Linked DNA regions of Sus scrofa: region 2 is linked to region 1. A link is a contact called in public promoter capture Hi-C data. All regions are on one chromosome and are shown on one strand. Each heading gives the region's core, a stretch centred on a gene start, on an enhancer-like site or on the middle of the called end of the contact. The rest is flanking DNA. Distances are from core to core; before and after follow the strand shown.

What was found. Promoter capture Hi-C pulls out the DNA fragments that hold promoters and counts their contacts.
Region 2: a contact with region 1 is called in a promoter capture Hi-C map of liver, with 2.5 times the contacts expected there. The contact joins the promoter of ALDH4A1 here to the promoter of MRTO4 in region 1. A contact is called at or near these places in 3 of 5 promoter capture datasets (fetal liver and liver), 16 of 47 Hi-C or Micro-C datasets (alveolar macrophages, blood, embryonic fibroblasts and 11 more) and 2 of 2 datasets of contacts at active chromatin or transcription factors (alveolar macrophages and skeletal muscle).

What each region holds. Positions count from the first base shown.
Region 1 is chr6:77,746,188-77,749,376 of Sscrofa11.1, forward strand. It overlaps MRTO4 (MRT4 homolog, ribosome maturation factor), which reads left to right and starts at 1,612. Exons shown (of 8, transcript NM_001243715.1): 1 at 1,612-1,682. The coding sequence starts at 1,655. It also overlaps EMC1.
Region 2 is chr6:77,402,510-77,405,901 of Sscrofa11.1, forward strand. It overlaps ALDH4A1 (aldehyde dehydrogenase 4 family member A1), which reads right to left and starts at 1,506. Exons shown (of 16, transcript NM_001252213.1): 1 at 1,444-1,506. The coding sequence starts at 1,505.

The DNA.
Region 1 (3,189 bases), core at 362-2,861:
TTTCTAAATACTACACTACTACACAATCTGTAGTTGGCTGAATCTTTAAATGTGGAACCATGAATCCAGAGGGCTGACTAAAAGCTATGCTAAATTTTTGACTGCAGAGGGTGTCTGCCCCCCCCAACCCCTGTGTTCTTCAGGAGTCAACCATACATATTATATTGTGAGCATCTGCTCACATCATTAAATATGTGATTTATGTTGCATTTGACACACTGTCTTATATCACATACTTATATACCTGGCCCCCTAGACTGAGCTCCTTTCCGTCTCTGTAGCCACAACGTCTAGGACAACCATTGGCCCATACAGGCACTCAATAAATATGCAAATCAATTGGTCCAGAAAAGACTTCAAAGAAGAGCCACGAAGGAGTAATCAGAAGGATTAAAGTGTCCCCTTAATAATAATGATAATAATAATTGGGAACATACTGTTTGTACTCAATGAGCCAGGCACTCTGCTGAGAGTACTTTAAAGGAATTATCTTATTCATCCTCACAACTATTGCAGAAGGTAATTGTTAGGAAACTAGCAAACCCATTTTACAGATAAAGAAACTGAGACACAGAATGGTTAAGTCATTTTCCTAAGACTGTACAGCCTTCAGTAGCAAACTGACATTCACGCAGAAGTGAGCAAACTCCGTGGGGTTAAGGAAGGGATGGGTGGCTGGGTCAGTGAGTGAGCGAGTGAGTGAATGAATGAATAAATGAAGAGTAAGTGAATGAATGAAAATGAGCGAATGAGTGAATGAAGGAAGAGTAAATGGGTGAGTAAGCCAGTAAGAGAGCGAATGAATGACACCTAGCTGATGTGAGTCTTGGGCGGTCCTGTTCTGAGCCCGTGGAAGAGTTGAGCTAGAAGGGTGGGCTGTCTTCGTGTGAAACCCAGTAAATCAGAAACCTGACAGTCACAGAAATGAGGCCTGATGGGGGAGGAGAAGAGTGACCTCTGACCAGAACCCCAAGCATACCCGGATGGCAGAGCTCACTTCACGGGCTAGTGACCTGTACCGTCGCACAGGGACTGGCACAGAAAGGTCTCCAACTCTTGGTTTAATGCTCTGCCGTCGCCACCTTAAAACGCTTAATCTTTGAACAAGAGGTGCTACATTTCATTCTGCACTGGGCCCCAAAGTTATGTAGCTGGCCCTGCTGCATGCTACTGCCCTCCTTTTAGACAGAAGACAGGTATGCAAATAGCCCCACACCTCCAAGTAGGCCCCCCACGTACGCACCAGTCAAACTTGCCCACTTGGTCTTCGTAGACCGCGGCCGCAGGGATAAGCAGGGCGGCCCACAGCCAGAATCGGGAAGCAGCCGCCGCCACCGCCGCCGCCATGATAGGAGCCCGGGCCCCGCCCACCGCCGGCCCGGCATGCACCGGTCCGCAGGCCCCCGAGGAACCATAGAGTTGGGGCCGCAAGCACAGCCTTTGGTGGGACGCTCGGGACTCGGGGATCCCCAACCTGCGTGAGAAGTCGCCTTGGAAACACAGGAAAGCGTGCAGGCGGCAGGGAGAGGCGGGCCGCCGCGCAGATTGGTTCAGGCACGCGCGAGGGCAGCCCCCGAAGGCCATCCCAGAGGCCCCCGCGCCACCGGGGTCCTAGCAGGCAGCACCGCCTTCCGCCGCACGTGGCTGCGACGCGATGCCCAAATCCAAGCGCGACAAGAAAGGTGGGCAAAAGGGGCGTTGGGAACGGTGGGGAATTCGTAGGCTGGCTGTCAGCTACAATGGGGGCTTTGGTGGGGGGGACGGAGAGGGACGCCGGGAGGCCCGCAAGGAACTCCGCTGGCTCGCTGCGAGCTGGGATGGATGGGGGCTTCCGGGCGGCGGGAGCATGGGAAGCTTCGGAGGAGGCTGGAGCCTGGTCTAGGCAGGGAGCTGAGACTGCTTTGCCTGGCCTTGAGAGCTTTTCCAAGGCCGACTGGCCGGGAAACAGCCTCTGAACACCCGGGCACCACCCGATCTCGCTTCTACTGCAGCCCATCTCTCTTAAGCCCTCCGCGCTCCCCCCCAACCCTGGTCGCTTGTATGTGCTTGAAGTTGCTTCTGCCTGGCAGGCTTGTGTGCCGTTCTTTGTGCGGCTGCCTTTCTCAGATGGCAGTCTGTAGGACACCTTCCTTTGTCGTGGTGCGTCTTTTTCACCTTGGCTGTCTAGCATATTCGTTCAACAAATTAGAGCCTTGTACTCTCTAGGCGTTGGAAGATACAGCAGTTACAAGGAAGGCCTAGAGCCTTCAGCCAGCTTAACGTTTTAGTTAAGGGAAGCATAACCTCCCAAAAGACCAAAAACCGGATCAATAAATTTAAGTTGTAATGAGTTTTGTAGAGTAAAAGTAAGATAAAGAGAGGTTGATACTCTTTTGTACAATGTGACCAGAGAAGGTCTCTGTTGAGGGAACAGATGAGCAGAAACCCAAAGAAAAGAAATAAGCAACCCGTGGAGTTTACCTGCGAGGATGGTGTTCCAAGGAGAAGGAACACGAAGTGCAAAGGCCCTGAGGTGGGAGCGTGTTTAACGTGTTCTAAGGTCTAGAGGCCAGTGTGGCTGGAGCAGAGTGAGCTAAAAGGAGGAAGAGAGAATTGGGCGAGTGTACAGGGCTTGAAAGGCCTTTACAAGGAATCAGCTTTCACACCTGTGTCAAATGGGAGACAAGAGCCTGAGCGGAGGAATGATGGGGTGTAACTACACTTCTTAAAAAGATGACTCTTGGCCTTCCCACTGTGGCTCAGCGGGTCACAAACCCAACTAGTATCCACAAGGATGCGGGTTCAATCCCTGCCCTCACTCAGTGGGCTAACTATCCGGCGTTGTTGTGAGCTGTGGTGTAGGTCGAAGACAGGGCTTGGATCTGGTGTTGTGGCTGTGGCGAAGGCCGGCAGCTGCAGCTCCACTTTGACCCCTAGCCTGAGAACCTCCATGTGTTCCAAAAAAATCAAATAAAAAGTAGAAAGATCACCCTAGTTATTGCTTTGTTGAGGATAGACCAGGGAAGGCAGGGGCGATGGGCGAAGGTGGAAGCAGTGGGACCAGCAGTAATCCTAGAGAGTGCGATGCTGGCTTGGTCCACAGTTGTAGCAGTAGAAATGTTGGGAAATGGACAGCTGTGTTTTGTTTACGCTCCTACACTGCATTTGCCCCTGACCTGTGTGTTTCCCTTTTTGGATGTGTGCTTTGTG
Region 2 (3,392 bases), core at 256-2,755, 340 kb before region 1:
ACAGCACTTGCACACGTGGGTAATCAGTAAACACGTGAATCTAGGCAGCTTTCATCTAGGGTCTGAGATGGGTAGTCTCAGAGTCCAGGGAGAGGCCAACAAATGGGATCACGTTGGTGAGCGTGGCCCCTGGTCTTGGTTTGGAAGGGCCCTTCTCTTCCATGTCCCCTTCTCTACCCTGTCTTCCACCTCTCCCCACTCCCAGAGAATACGCTGCCCTGCTGAAACTCATCCATGCCCAGGGCACCACAGCACTATCCCTTGGGACACTGATTAACTCCGAACGGGCATGGCTGAGCCAGCAGGAGAGACAGGGCTGGCCACAGTCCTAGGGGTCGGGCAAACAAAACGCAAACTGGGGGCAGGAGCTGCCCAGCTCTGAAACAGAGACCAGCAGAAACTCGGGTCCAAAAGGGTGCATGCAGCCTCACCAGTCTATGGGCCTCTCTGGGGCAGGATCTGTGCTCTACCCATACCCTCCTCAAGACCAAGGGCAGAAAGGGGCTCTGAGAACAGGTATCACTGAGTGGGCAAGGGTCCAGGAACCCAACTCCACAGCGTGGGGATTTGCAAACCTGGATTTGTAGGGCAGCTCCACTCTGAAACTACACCCGGGTTTCTTCATCTGTAATTTGGAATAACAGCTACCCAGGAGAAGGTTAAACATGAGTGATAATAATGATCGTGGTTAATAGTAACTGGGCACTGCCTAGGTGCCAGGTACTGTTCACTGCACTTTACATGTACTAACGCATTTATTCACCATCACAGTAAGGCACATGCCCCAAGGACCTAGCACAGGTTTGGCATTCTATACACACCCCGTAAGTATTATTGTTCCACCTATCAGGAAAAAAATCCAAAAGGTCTCCTTTTCTTTCTCCCCAACACTTGACTTGAAAAAAAGGAGAAAAAGAAAAGCGAGAAATAGAAATGCTCGTAGACGGAGAAAGGACCCAAAGAAGCCCGAGGATGGGTCCTGAATGTAAGACAGAGGGTGCGGAGCTAAGAAGCGGGGTGTGCTAAAAATAGAGGTGCCCTCAGAGGAAGCCACAAAACTCCGGCCGTGTGCAAATTTCGAAGACCCAATACCAGGAGAAAGAAGAGTGACTGGAGGCTAAACTCTAAGCGAGGGAGCCACAAGAGCACCGAGCTACACCAACACGCTGCAAGACTCAGGAAGGGGATGCCCCTCGATGAAGGAAGGCGACCGCCTTTGGGAGACGGGGAGATCGCAGTGGGAGGAAGGCCTAGGCAGCGGTCGGACGGCACCTGAGGAAGTGTCACCCGCCGGAGGAGAGCCCCTGGGAAAACCGGCAAGGGTCTGGCAAGGAGGGAGTCCCGCACCGGGAGGCGCCCAGCGACCCCACCCCCCACCCCCACCCCGGGACCCTCGGCCATTAGGTGCCGCTAGGGTTTTCCCCAGGCCCGGTGCTCACTCACCCGGCCGCCCTCCAGGGGCGAGCCAACAGGGCACGGCGGAGCGCGGGCAGCGACAGCAGCATCTCGAGCTCAAGGCGCGGCTGCTCGCTGGACCGTTCGCCCCCGGAGCTGAGAGAAGGCGCGGCCCCGCCCGGAGCGCACCACCTCGAACATAGGGGAGAACCTATCACTCCGGCCGTCCTCAAAGTAGAGCTCTACAGAAATATCTCTATATTTACCTTCTACTAACAAAATAATTCTCTTTTCATGGCATTATAAAGAGTATTATATGACAAAGAACAAAATAACTCAAAAGAGAATCCTTGAAATGTTCATATTTCCCCCTCCCCTCTTTATGGTTTGACCCAGCCGGCCTCCAAAAGGGCCGAGGGCCAGAGGGAGTGAGCTCCACCGACCAATCAGAGTGACACATGGGAGCTCCTGGACCAATCAGAGGTGTGGTCATGTTGCAGCCTTCTTAGGCCGGGATAGAGGGGCTGAAACAGCCAATGAAAAAGCGGGAGTGGAGCACGTGTGAGGCGGAGCGGAAGGACCGCGGGTCTGTGGGTCAGGTGCTGCTTGAGTCCCGGCCCCACCACTCTAGCTGCCCTTGATTTGTGGACGATAGACTCTTGACCCTGCAAGGCCACTCTGCAGCCAGCCCCCTGCCTCTACTCAGAGGCTGCAGCCCCTGGAATGAGCCTGCTGTCCCTAGTTCTGGCTTCCTGGCTGGCACCCAGCCGCCCTCTCTCTCCATCTCCGGGCCTGTAGCGGGGCCACCCAAAAAGCTTCCTGTGGCCTAAAGCTTAGATAAATCGGCCTGCTTCGTTGCAGATTACGATCAAAAGAAGATAAAACCCGAGCCATCCTATGCTCAGGCTGTCCTTCAAAGCCTTTATTTTTGCAACCTAGAGCACAATTTCAATTTTTCTCTTGGAGAAGTTGTTTGCCTGATGAACGTTATTTATTTATTCACTTAGGTCTTTTTTATGGCTACACTCGCGGCATGTGGAAGTTCCCTGGCTAGGGGTCTAATCAGAGCTGCAGCTGCCGGCCTACTACCCCACAGCCACAGCAACGTGGGATCGGAGCTGCACCTACGACCTGCACCACTGCTCACAGCAACGCTGGATCCTTAACCCACTGAGCGAGGCCAGGGATCCAATCTGCATCCTCATGGATACTGGTCGGGCTCCTTACCGCTGAGCCACAACGGGAACTTCCGTGATGAACGTTATTTAATACTGGGATTCTGAAGTCTTCCTGAGGACAGAATCTTAAGGGCGCATTCTATTCCTAAAGTGCTGTTATGGTTTTTCTAATGCATTCTTCTAATGTATCTGTTTAAATGTTTTCCAGCAGAGTGTACCCAGAACCCGCTGAGGAGTCATTAGAGTTCCAAAGCTCATGGTAGTTTATCCCTGTCATTGGCAAAAGACATAACCTTACTGAGCCTGTTTCCATGTCTATAAAATGGGGGTAATAATATCCACCTTAGGATGCCCTCATTATTTCATGCTACTCCTCTTTCTTCAGAAAGTCACACTCTTTCAGGCACTTTGGGGAACTTAGAGTGGGGAAGGGGAAAAAGAAAGAACAATCGTCCCTCAGTGTCCGTGGGAGACTGGTTCCAGGAAATCCAGCTTTGCTGGAGTCACTTACAGAAAAGGGCACAGTACAGTCAGCCCTCCCTATCTGAGGATGCGAAACTTGCAGATTCATAGAACCAACTATACAACAAGTGCAAGTCTTAGCAATGGTAAAAGTAAATCGGGATTGGTGGTGGCCGTTTTTCTTCACCCTTAAAGAAAACCCTAGTCATGGAGCCCAGATCACACAGGCCAATGTCTCCCTGAATTCAGGCATTAGCAAGAAGAAACTAGAACATTGGATGGTGTCAAATCCAGGGCCTGGGAGGTGGCCTTTCAAGGACACTGTGAGGAGGTTTAAGAAATGGGGTCAATGTGATT